2 separate regions of the Mus musculus genome follow, and region 2 is linked to region 1. A link is a contact called in public Hi-C data. All regions are on one chromosome and are shown on one strand. Each heading gives the region's core, a stretch centred on a gene start, on an enhancer-like site or on the middle of the called end of the contact. The rest is flanking DNA. Distances are from core to core; before and after follow the strand shown. Region 1 has its middle 66 kb from the start of 1700063D05Rik. Region 2 holds the start of Mir100hg (Mir100 Mirlet7a-2 Mir125b-1 cluster host gene).

Region 1 (6,272 bases), core at 1,150-3,649:
GTTGGAGAAAGACAATAACGTGCAAATGACTCTGACAGAGCCAGAGTATTGAAACTCATAGTAGAGTGTAAATGTGGGCACAGCAAATGGCCTGATTTTACAATGGAAGCACAGATGACTTTATAGGTGTAAGTGATTGTAAGGGTTAAAAAAGCAAGAGTTTATGACCCGTAAGCATTAGATGAGCCCTGCTAACCTCAGTGTCCACAGAGTTCTCCTCAGGTGCAGTCACCCTTGTTCATTTATATAGTGTCTAAAGTCACCCTGGCACACAGAATCAGCACAGGCCGATGGCCTGCAGAGCCATAGAAAATATGAAAACATGGCTCTTTATAAGAACAAATGCTGGTAAATCATGATGCAGGCAGTCATTTCTGCAGTAATGTTCGTTTTGTTTGAGGGGGCTGGAAAATGGGGAAGAGAAGTAGGTGGGACTCATGTCTATTTAAAAACCAGAAAAGTACCTAGTGTGACCAATACTTGGGAGGTAGAGGCAGAGGCAGGGGGATCAGAATTTTAAAGCAAGTACACACATGCACCCATGCACACGCACACACACAATTAATAAACAAAAACAAAATAGAGAAAGGAAGAAAAAAATCATCAACCTCATAATGCCACCTTTGATCCACCCTAGACATAAAAAAGTCAACCACCTACTTTATCAGTTCAAAGTCGATTAAAAGTTATAATAATTAACACCACCTTCCATAATGTCCCACAATGCACCTCGTGCAGCCAGCTCCCTGACACCCATCTCTTCAGAGGCTTTTTTTGGGGGGGGGGAACTAAGGGGAGGCATGTTGGTTGGTGGATGGAACAGAGATGTAAGCATTAAAAATTACTGAATATGGGTGGCAGTGGGGCACACCTTTAATCCCAGCACTCTGGAGGCAGAGGCAGGAAGATCTCAAAATTCCAGACCAACTACAGAGTGAGTTCCAGGACTGGGCTCCACAGAGAAATCCTTGGGGCTGGAGTGGGAGGGGCGATACTGAATGGAAGTCACGTGGGTAGCAGTGCTCCTTCTACAAAACCACAGCATCATTCCTTTGTTTGTCTTTAAAAGTCGGTTTGTTTGTGTTTCACATATTCATTACAAACTCCTTTAGGGCAAACCTGAATGTATTTTTTGATTGCACTTTTTCACTGGTGGCGACTAACACTGAAACACAAAGGTATCTGTGATAAATGAATGATTGATTGAGCAGATGAATGAATGAATGAATGAATGAATGAATGAATGAATGAATGAATGAATGAATGACGAAAGCCAGGAGATGTGAATTCTCTTACATTGGGAAGAAACCTGTGCAGCACTTCCCAGAGTACCTGTCTCTCAGCCAAGAGCATCTCTCTCCTGTGGACAAGGAACTTGAGGAATCAGCCCTGCCAACTTTCCAGCAGGTGCTTCCATGATCTGAAAGGACCAGAGTACTCCATGCCTGGTGTGAGGACTTCACAAGCATTTGCACACACAAGCAGCTCACTAAGTTCGGCTCAGGTGGCTAAAATCCAATTTTTACTCCAGGGACAACTCGCCTACTTAAGTTGACTGAAAGCACCCGGCAAACCACCTACCGAAACCCTCCCCTTTGTCCCTGTCGGTGTGCAGATGATTCGCCAAAGTGTACACACCCCAAATTTATACAGTGTGCCTCAAGATGTCCTTTGTAAGAGGGAGTCGCTGGGAAAACAGCACTTTACAAAAGAGAGCATCAGTCTAGGGGAGGTCCAGCGATGCGGCTGTAGCAGCTCCTGCCACCTCGCAGAGTTCCTAGATAATAGTTCTTTTTTGTCTCCTTCCCTTCTTAAGTCGGTGCAGGGTGGGGTCGGTGGAGGCGAGGGGGATCCAGTCGTTAAAATCTATCTGAGACGCCTACTTGGAGTTCTCTGGGATTTGTGAAAATTTGAGCCTTTCCTAAACAACAAAGAAATCAAGATTCTGGGAAAAGCCCACGCCCCTCTAAGGCTGCTGGTGTGAAATAGAATCGCACCGGGCAATGTTAGCTAGCCATATTACTCTGCGAAGGTGCTCGCAGCTGCAAAGCCTTACAGAAGGAAAGCTGCAGGGCTGGGACCCCACGTCCAGGGGGAGAGCTGGGGCCTCGATGCAGGGGGATGCCCAGACATCGGCCCCGCCCCCATCCCTCCCTCCCTCCCTCCCAGTGGTCATGGCTGAGCAGCCTCGGGTCCGGGTTAAACAAAGAGACTGGTGTGCCTTAGCGGGGTAAAAATCTTTCTTCTCCCTTCGTGCAATAGGTGATATGTAGTAAATTAATAACAGAAAATACCGTAGCCAAAAAATATGGCAGTATTAGAGATCTGGCCCCTTCCTGCTCTTCCATGTCCCTCCCTGACTGCCTTGCAGCTCAGCAACCAGGACCAGACAGCCACCCCCCCCCTCCCTCCTTAGCCATCATTCCCCGCCCCCTTCAAAACTCTTTTATTATCAGTTGAGTCACGTCTCCTGCCAAGCAAAAGGTCATTTCAGGTCATCTTGGAGACGAAAGGACGGGATAATACATTTGAAGGTGCTGGAATTGGCAAGTCCGCGTGTATATATGTATATGTATATATATATATATATATGAGTAAGGGAGAGGGAGAGAGAGAGAGAGAGAGAGAGAGAGAGAGAGAGAGAGAGAGAGAGAGAGAGAGAGAGAGAGAGAGAGAGGTGCCAGCATGCTCAACTCTGCCAGGAAGAGAAGAAATATTTCAAGGCATGACAGGGGCAGCTAGCTGCCCAATCTGTAGCTAATTCCTTATAAAAATAAGAATGTGGTTTATAATTGTGTGCTGCCTGAAGGGTCATTAAAGTTTCTAATTGTTCTCATCCAGTATCTCTTTTCTGGCCATTCATCAGAGAAAGGGTTGCAAAAGTGTTTGTTGTGGAAAGGAAGTGGGGGTGGGGGCCCGTTGTGGGGAGAGGGCAGACTGGGACCTGGAGTAGACTGACTGCGTGGCACTTTCAGGATTTTAGAACCACAAGAGGAAAGCGGACAGCGTGTTTAAGAGTCTCCACAGCACGCACCGGTTGCTTTGTTTTGAGATGAGGAAAGCAAAATTTGCAAATAGTATTTTTCTATGCTGTTTACAAGGACTTTCTCCTCCTCCCCCTTCCTCCTCCTCCCCCTTTCTCTTCCTCCTCCTCCTAAAGAAGATGTCTTCTAACTTTTCTGAGTTGTTAATTCAGTATTATTTCAATAAAGACAATTAGCAGCCTCTGAATTCTCACCAAATACATTTTTTTCCTTCCTTTCCATTCCCACTGCAGTATTTGAATGCCCTGGATTGGCTTCACAGTTTTTTCTAAGAAACAAGAACTACTCTTCTTACTCTTCTTCCTTCCTCCTCTTCCTCTTCCTCTTCCTCTTCCTCTTCCTCTTCCTCTTCCTCCTCCTCCTCCTCCTCCTCCTCCTCCTCCTCCTCCTTCTTCTTCTTCTTCTTCTTCTTCTTCTTCTTCTTCTTCTTCTTCTTCTTCTTCTTCTTCTTCTTCTGTTTTTATTTTAAATAAGACACATGCCAACAGCAATGTGTCCAGGGAGCTAGAGGTTTGGGTAATAAATTATTTGCTCCCACATTCCAAAGTATCTTACATGGAAAGTCCCCATCCACCCTACCTCCCACCAATGGCCTCTATTCCTCCCTGTCTTACTAGCTGTCCTGGTTTGCTTTCTGTTGCTGTAATAAAATACTGACCAAATGCAACTTGGGGAGAAAGGTGGTTCACTTTATCATAAACTATACAATCCATCATGAGGGAACCAGAAGCAGAACCCATAATGAATGCTGCTTAAACTGGCTTGCTTCCAAGATCACCTCCAGCTCCCTATCTTATACCCAGGACCACCTGCCCAAGGGTAGCATGGCCCACAGAGAACTAGCCCCGCCACCACTACCTTCCATCAATTAACAATCAAAAATATATATATTCCCACAGACACATAACCAGCCAATTTGGTGGAGGCAATTCCTCAAGTGAGGTTTCCTCTTCTTGGGTGTCTCAAGTTTGTGACCAAACACACTAGCCAAGTTCCATCTACCATTCCCTATTCAAACCATACCCAAAGATGTTACCTGGAGGAGCTTTTTAGAAACCACCAGTTAAAGGTAGGCTGGTGAGTGACTGGGTCTGTCATAGTAAAAACAAAGAGATAGCATGACCTTTTTGCCTGGACTCAGCCCATCCTGAAGCCTCTCCATGGGAAGTATCTTCTAGCATCCGGGCTCCACATATCTCTCAGTCATCTCCCTCTATGCTTACTCTCCCACTGCAGGAAAAGCACATTGGCTGAAGCTGCACCACCTCACCTGTTGTTGGTGTCACGTGTTTCTGAGAAACGAAATCATTTGTGTCTCTGTTGTAGCTGTTGAGCACAGAAACCTCAGTTTTCTAGATGTTTGAAAAGAACAGGTTACGTCTATAGGAAAGTGATTACTGTGTAGAATGGCAGAAATAGTAAACAACCAGCTGTGGATATGGGGACAAGATTCTTGGCTTTAGCTAAAGTTGGCTGGACAATGAGTGTTACCCACAAGTGTTTGAAGATTGGCTGGTACTTATCACACAAAGTCAGCAGCTACATGCACTCACATGTAACTAGAAAGATCTCTCGGGCAACTGTTGATTTCCTACCAGTCAGAAGCTCCATGCAGGAAGGCCCTGCAGCAAATCTGAAGACGAAGCATGGGCCTCATCACTACCACAGCCTTGACAAAGATACTCTCCCGGCACATTGCTATTGATGGCATTCATTTTCCACAAGAGTTAAACAAAAATACATCCTCATGGTCTTATCTACCTAGAGTATAGGAAGAGCCTAAAGGTTGACTGGGAGTTCCACAAGACTTGAAATAAAAGCAAGCATTTTCCAGAACACTCGGGGGAAAGAATAGAAGGAAGAGCTTCAAAATTCATGAAATGATCACCACTGTGTGTTACACACTACACTTAAACGTACCTGGGGAATGGGTACCATTACATCCTTTACCAATGAGGAAGCTGGTGGTCGAGATCAGTAACTTGGACAAAGCCATGTGTCTAACAGGAGAAGGAAGCAGCTTGAAGTAATTGAGAAGGCTTCCTTCTGGAGACCCAGCTTCACTTCATGCATGTTTACTTGCAAATGAATGTGTGCTGTAAAAGTGTCACTGTGTTATATGAAGAAATTAAGATTCAAGGAATGGATGTTCCAAGTCACAGACCTAAGAAATGAAGGTGCCAAAACTGGAAATCACCTCAATCTGGTTCTCATGGGTTTTTTTTTCCCCATTCATTTGAGATAGAAAACTGAAAGATTAGTTCTCAGCCCTGTTCCCAATGTGGTGCTACACCAAATATCTCCTTTCTTAGAGTGCTTTACTCAGGAAAATTGACATTAGCCCTTATATACTGTTCAGGAATGGGTACCACTACAAAACCCTGTGTCTCTACCAGAACCATGTCTCTGAAATTTTTATGGAAATCACACATAATTAGCATTTAAGTATGGATTTTAAATTAAGATTTCATGAGTGGTGTTTGTTTTATGTCCCAAAGACTTCAAATAGAAAATTCCCATAGCATTCTTCCATCTTAGCTATTGACTATCAGTCTAGGACCATTTTTAATATGACCATCAAATCTATCATTTTCAATTGATTTGGCCATTTTACTTAATGGAATTTGTTTATTCAATGAACACTAAGTGCCTACTAGATAGCAGGCAGTGGGCCAAATGTTTGAGATACCTCTATACTTGCAGAATAGACTAAATAGTGTCATCATTCACTATCTAGGGAGCAAAGAGAAGACAGAAAAGGAAACAAACAAATTGGAATGGTTTAGAAGAGAACGTAATGAATAAAGATTTGGCTAACTAGATCGAGCCTGAGATGCCTACGAAGCACCCATCCCTGAAACATATGAAGCAGAGATGCGGATGTGGCCTAGGAAACAGGATGAATCCAAAAAGGTAGACCTGGAGGCAGTGAAATGAAGCACGTAGTAACTCAAGCTATAGTGTCTGGAATCACTCAGGATACAGTCAAGTGGGGAGAAGACACCAGGAGCTTGAACAGATGTTTAAGGAGACCCTGATCATTATGGACTCTTCACAGTTGCATAGGTGACAAAGCAGACCATGTATTAGGGGTTTTTTATGCATTCATTCATTCACTCACTAATTCACTCTACCACACACTTAGTGATGAAGTTCTCTGTGTTTGATAATCACAGTACTAACATGGCTCTTGGGATATACAATAGAAAGTCATTAATAAGACCCAGT
Region 2 (6,272 bases), core at 1,120-3,619, 100 kb before region 1:
ACAATGAAAACATTCCATTCCCCTATTCTATGAACCCCTGTAATTTTCTCCCTCCTCCTGGACAGAGGCCACTAGGACAGGAAAGCCCCAGGGGAAAAAAAATTAAAAGGAAAAGCGGTGAAAGCGAAGAAGACAATAGACAGGCCCCAGCTCTGACAATGCTGTCCCTCGGCCCCCTTTCCAGGCCTGCTGTGACACTGGCATTCAAGAGCAAGGGTGGCTGCCATCTGATGCATGGACAATGAGCTGAGAAACACAAGGCAGAGAGGGGAAGGAAACCAGATGGATTCTGAGCTAAGATGCAGGGCTCTCACCTTGTCCAGGTTATTATTATTATTATTATTTTGCAAATAGTCTGGATGGAGGCGTCCCGCAGAGAAGGAAAAAACAAGGGTGTCTTGAATTGTTGGATGGCTCTGAAGCTTCCTGCATCTGCGGATGCATTTTAGAACTGTTTGCAGGGTGATTCATTCTCTCTCTCTCTCTCTCTCTCTCTCTCTCTCTCTCTCTCTCTCTCTCTCTCTCTCTCTCCCTCTGTTGTATGCCCCATCACCTCCACCACACTTCCATTGGTACGGAGACCACCTGCCCGTGTAAGTGAGCCTGTGTATTCCTTAGTATTTGCATCAACACACACATCTGCATGCGCGTCTGACCTGAGGAGCCTATCACCGTGACTACAAATATCAATTAGTCAGCACTAGCTGAGACTTTCAACGCCTCTGAAGGGACAAAGCTGGAAAGACATGCATACGTTCCAGCAGCTGCATCGCGCAGCTCACAGGATGTACACAGCGGCGCCTCTCTGTTTTGCCTTTTACTTACCCCCTCAAATCTATGTCCTATTCTGGCTATGAACAGACCCAGTCAAGTAATTAGCTATGGCACATCCATAAACTCATGTGCTTCCTGGGCATGGTTGGAAATAAGATACGTTAAACTGAACTAAAACCAAAAATGCCTCTCTTTACAGCGTATTTGATCCTTTCTCCATTTTAGCCAGCTGATACGAGGAGCTAAAAGTAACTGTTCTTTGTCTCAGTGGCTCCTAAGAAAGAGGCAAGGGAGACTGAGCAGAGAAGAAAAGCAATAGAAAATGTTCAGCTGCAGAAAAGCATCCGGGGAGGTTCATTCTTCTCCACAGAGGAAAACACTTCAAGATTTACAGGCAGTCTGGATTTTGGCTAACATTGGGTTTGTTTGTTTGAGGGGGAGGGTGTGTGTGTGTGTGTGTGTGTGTGTGTGTGTGTGTGTGTGTGTGTGTGTGTGTGTGTGTTGTGGTGTTTGGTTGCTCGTGGAGAATAACAGCTTATGTTGGGCATGTCTGTATTCTGTATTGGTTAGTACTGAATGCATTCTGAGCTTACTCACCGTCTGAAATAAAATAAATAATTTTTTTTTATTTCGTTTTACAAAAACCTCCACATAACCTTTGGAAAAACAATGCACTGCCTTGGGTGGCCAAGGACACAGAAATACTGCTACTCTGAAACTCTGTGTGTGTGTGTGTGTGTGTGTGAGAGAGAGAGAGAGAGAGAGAGAGAGAGAGAGAGACTAGGTAACAATCGCTCTCCCTCACTTTCCGGTTTCCAGAGGAATGGTGTGCTCTGGAGCCCTTCATATGTGTGCTTTGTGCCTCTCCTTTCTCCTACATGGGAAATGGGATTTCTTTCATTAGTCCCTCTTGTTAGAATTAAAATCATTTTAAATGAGACACAAAGTATCTTGACGCTCTCTGACTCTGTAAAGGAGACAGTAGTCTCACCTGGAGACCCCCTTTTCTCAGCCAGGCTGGAGCAGGAGCACAGGCTGTCCTCTGGGGTCTTTCTCATCTCCCTTTTGAGATTATTATTCTAAAGAGCCATTTCTGTGTCCTCTCCTCTCGGGTACAATAGCTCAACAACCGTTTCAGTGTGTGAGGTAGCCCCAGAAGCTAAGACATTTGGAGCTGACATTCAAAAGAGAGACCCCCAAAACAACAAATCATTAAAAAAACAACAAAAAAAAAAACCCTGTTTACAGAGACAGGGAATGCGAGTCTAGCAAAGCTTTCCTAATGAGAGGAAGTGTTACAAATCCTGAGAGAGATTCAAATCAGAATAGATCGAGGATAGAGAGGGGCTAGGAAAACCCCTCAACCCCTGGGCACTTAGAAAAAAACCTAACAAGGTTGAGGAGAAGAAAGGAAATGTGCAAAATAGCCAGCGAGGTGACCCACCGTCCTGCGTGCGCCTTGACTCTTGCCGAGGGGAGTAACAGCCACAGCAGTGACATCGGAGTTCTAGCGGGTCAGGTGCCACCTCTGCCCAGCGCTCTCGCCCTCCCCGGCAGGATAGAAAACCATGCTCGAGACAGAGAAGGAGCAAACAGGCGCCACCGCCAAGTCACGGACCCCCATCAGCACCGGCTGGTCTCTGAAAGCCTTGGATCAAGGGTCCCATTCAAAGGCAACGAGGAAGCAGACAGTGGCAAATCAGACCCTGGCGGGCCTTCTGGAATAATTTAACTCCTCGCTCCAGCATTTAGATGGGGATAGCAAGAAACACAGGCGAGAGCTCCTTCACACCGAGGCGCGAGCATATGCCTGCATCTCGGTGGATGTATTTTTAGACACGCTGTCATGGGCAAGGCAGCCTGCGACAGCTTTTGCTTCCCAATGTGGGTGCCGCCTTCTCTGCAGCCTGAAAGCAGCTGAGAGAGCCCAGGGTAGCCATACACATCTCTCAGCAAGCCAAAGGTCAGGCAGGAGAAGAGCACACCCACCCCCAACCATAAGCCATTGTCCCTGTGCTCAGAAAGCAGTCGAAACATTTTCAAGATGTGTTCTAGAAGGAGGGTCATGTGCTGTGGCCGTGTGTGCACTTCCTGTCTTTGCAGGCTGAAAGCATTAGCAGGATTCAGACACACCTTGGGGAAGAAAATTCTAGCATAGGCCCGCCCAGAAGAATAAAAACATTAGGCTGGACATGTGTTATTAATAACACATACTAAACTTTTCAATGCATCCAAACCATATTATTCTAGAAAAAAAAAAATAAAGATGAGTGACCCTTTGTGGTAGATTTAAATGTGCTGTGAAAATCTGGGTATCTAGCCTGAAATTTTTAAATAATAAACTCTCATCTCATTAAAATACAATAAACTACTACACAAATACCTGGGCATTACTTTGTGAACCAAAGCAACCAAGTCTAGTGTGTTCTAATCTGATCTGGAGATTTTTGCCCCCAATGACATATTTTAGAAGACCCCCTTAAATTTTTCATATTAACGTACTTATGAAATATGTATGCAGACATACCTGATGTATGTAAAAATTCTCAAGTTAATTTGAATTTATGGGAAAAAAATCTTTTGGAAGAGTAGGTTAAGCAATCAACATAGCAAGATAACCATAAACAAAATCTCTAACTACATACCAGTGTCTCTGGGGTTTCATATATTCTGAGAATGGGGAGTGGAAATAAGCCAAAGCAACCTTGTAACATGCAACATTGTAAATAAAACTGCTTAAGACATGAGCAAAATGTCTGCCTTCCACATTGGGGAGTCTCTCTTTTCCTCTCTGCCATATGTAGGTAATCTACGAAAGAGAGCTGTCCAAAATGGGTTAACTCCCAACTCCTAGAAAGCCCACAGACACACACTCTGAGTTCTCCTCTTCCTTTAAGGGCAGAGACAGTGTACGATTTCACATTGTAAATCTCACAAGGCCTGAATAAAGCTCTCACAAGAACTGACAAAGAAAGAATAATTCACGTCAGACCAAAATGCTCCTTTCAGACAGATCTGGACCCAAAGGCAGGGAGAATCCAGAGTTCAACTCCCCATCACACTTCCCGAGTCTTTCAATTAATGGCACTGCAATCAGATCGATAGAATGTAATAAGAAAAGAGCTCTGCATTTTCTGCAGCTATTAATTCGCTGACTAACTTCAGCAGTAAAACGTGACTGGAAAGGAAAACCACTTAGGAAGATGGATTCTCTAAGCATGCCAGGCAACCATTCCCCGGCCCAAAAATGAGCCCTGTAGCTTTCTTTGCCCTTCCAGCCACTGTTGTGAGGATCGAGCAAGTGAGGAGATGGTGCTATCAAGGCTGAGCCTCGCCTTCCTGTCACAAGACACTGCAATATTCTAACACCACGGATCTGAACAAATGCATCTTTGCTTGGGATTTTGGTACAAAGAATCCTGACGTGCTGGTTGCAGCATGGGCGGGTTGGGGAGGGGCAGCCATTGTTCTCTGCCCAGGAAGGCAGTCCCGAGCCACCAAAACCCTGATCTTGGTTTTCAGTGACAGTCTGAACAGAGGAAAGGCTAGAGCAATGTCAGACTAGCAAAGATACTCTCTGAGCTCTACCACAAGCCAGATTATCACAGTGAAGGACATGCCAGGGCAACACTGCCTGCCTAAACAATTTTGTCACCAGAGACTGGCCTGAGAGCAAAGCTGGTGTTCCCTGTGGCAGGGCACAGAAGGGCTGGTCTAAAGTGCTCCTTGCCCTGCCTTTCTGGAGCTTGAAAAATATTCAAAATATTCAGAAATTCACAAAAAGCACAAGAACGAGCACCCTAAACGTCAATTCAACACCAGGTAGTCAGCCCTAAAGGCATAGACACACAAGCAACGTCAAATGGACTCAGCAGATTGTTTGTATTTATGTGTTTATGTGAATGAGTGCTCACACTGGTAATAATATTAAGAAAAAGAAGGTATGGATCTGAGAGAGACTGAGGGCAGTGTGGCAGGAGTTGAAGAGAGAAGAGAGAAGGAGAAATCATGTAATTGTATTTGATTATTAAAAATGATATACCCTTTAAAAGGGGAGGGGAGTATAGTCTAACTTTATTAAGTGTTAGATGAGATAGCATGCATAGAAAAGTCTATAAACTGTTCACCCCTATAACTGATCTTATTATCTTTGACACGAACTGGTACACTTTTTAAAATAGAGCATGAAATTCAGTGGGAAAACATTTGCATAAAGGAGTGGATGCTGTGACCCAGGTCTAGTGGCGTATTTCAAAGCCATAAAGCAACAGCAGCCATTTCTACTGGGAAAGATGGAACTGCTAAATCCATCTTCCTAGTGGTCCCAATCTTAGTACTACTGATGTCTTCCGAGGGTAGAAAATCCTAAAAACTTAAAATACTAAGAGGAGATTGCAAGAAATGTAACAAAGTGTCATAAACTATTACCTATGTTCCCAGAGGAAAGGAGCTACTCAGTAAATAGTTAACATAAGTTACTTAGGTGGCTTATGTAGGGAAAACATTTTTTGCAGTCTAAAATCTTAGAGTCTAAAGAAGACAAATTCTAAATCGGGAGATGATTATAACGATGAATTGTTAAGTGGGGAAATGGGACGAGTTTCCTGACAATGTTTTACAGTAAGCCAGGTCAGACATCTGCAGTATGAAAAGTGTTCTTCTTCTCTTTTGCAAATGTATTCATGTGGTGTATGTGCGTGTGGGTGCATACATATATGCATGTCAGTGCATGTTCACATGAGATGAGTGGGGATGGAGGAGCAAGGTTGACGGTGGGTATCTTTCTAGATTGTTCTCCATCTTCTACAGGGAGGTAGGGTCTCCCACAGGGCCTTGAGCTCACTGATTTGGCTGACAAGCTATCCAGCTACCCAGGCTTGTCTCTACCTTCTGCATCCTGGGAGTACCGGCAAATTCCCACGTCTACTCAACTTTCACATAGGTATTGGGCATCCAAACTCCAGCCACATGTACAAGACCAGCACTTTACCCATTGAGCCATCTCTGCAATGCCAGAAGCAGTTTAAAAAAAAAAAAGAACATTCTTTCCTTACTTAGTCATGATAATCCTTAACTAATGATAAGAGACAAAGGATTTGAGAGCTTCAAAGAACTGCTACAGAATGTCAAGCTTTATTAAGACATCAAGCTCAGGGGGCCACAGAGATGGCTCAGCAGTTAAGAGTGTATACTGCTCTTCCAAGGGATCCCAGTTCAGTTCCCAGTGCCCACATTAGCCTATAACTCCAGCTCCAGTAGGAGCAGAGGCCTCTCATCTCTGCAGGCATCTGCACCCATACACATAATCCCACAAACATAGAAATGATTTTAAATAAACATTTCTTAAAAGACATCAAGTTAATAAACTTGATATGGTTGGTGGACTATTTGGGTACTTGTAGAAACCACAAATAACCTATTTCTGTAGGTATGGTAAACAAAAGATGATATCTGCAGTCTTTAGGGGAGAAAGTGATACAGTTGCAATTTCAAGAATA

What was found. Hi-C and Micro-C count contacts between places; a contact is called where the count stands out from the background.
Region 2: a Hi-C map of cerebral cortex shows a contact between it and region 1, with 2.2 times the contacts expected there. The contact joins the promoter of Mir100hg here to the enhancer-like site in region 1. A contact is called at or near these places in 5 of 484 Hi-C or Micro-C datasets (the N1E-115 cell line, cerebral cortex, ganglionic eminence and 2 more) and 8 of 115 datasets of contacts at active chromatin or transcription factors (SST interneurons, embryonic forebrain, embryonic hindbrain and 5 more).

The regions. Positions count from the first base shown.
Region 1 is chr9:41,269,423-41,275,694 of GRCm38.p6, reverse strand. No RefSeq gene overlaps it. Among named protein-coding and RNA genes, the nearest start is that of 1700063D05Rik, 66 kb to the right of the region's middle. Within about 2 kb of position 2,399, at least 110 of the 459 cell types and tissues checked have an H3K27ac peak or open chromatin away from gene starts, as enhancers often do. A contact at or near this core is called in the N1E-115 cell line, SST interneurons, cerebral cortex and 5 more, where this site is marked.
Region 2 is chr9:41,372,623-41,378,894 of GRCm38.p6, reverse strand. It overlaps Mir100hg (Mir100 Mirlet7a-2 Mir125b-1 cluster host gene), which reads right to left and starts at 2,369. Exons shown (of 5, transcript NR_131928.1): 1 at 2,219-2,369.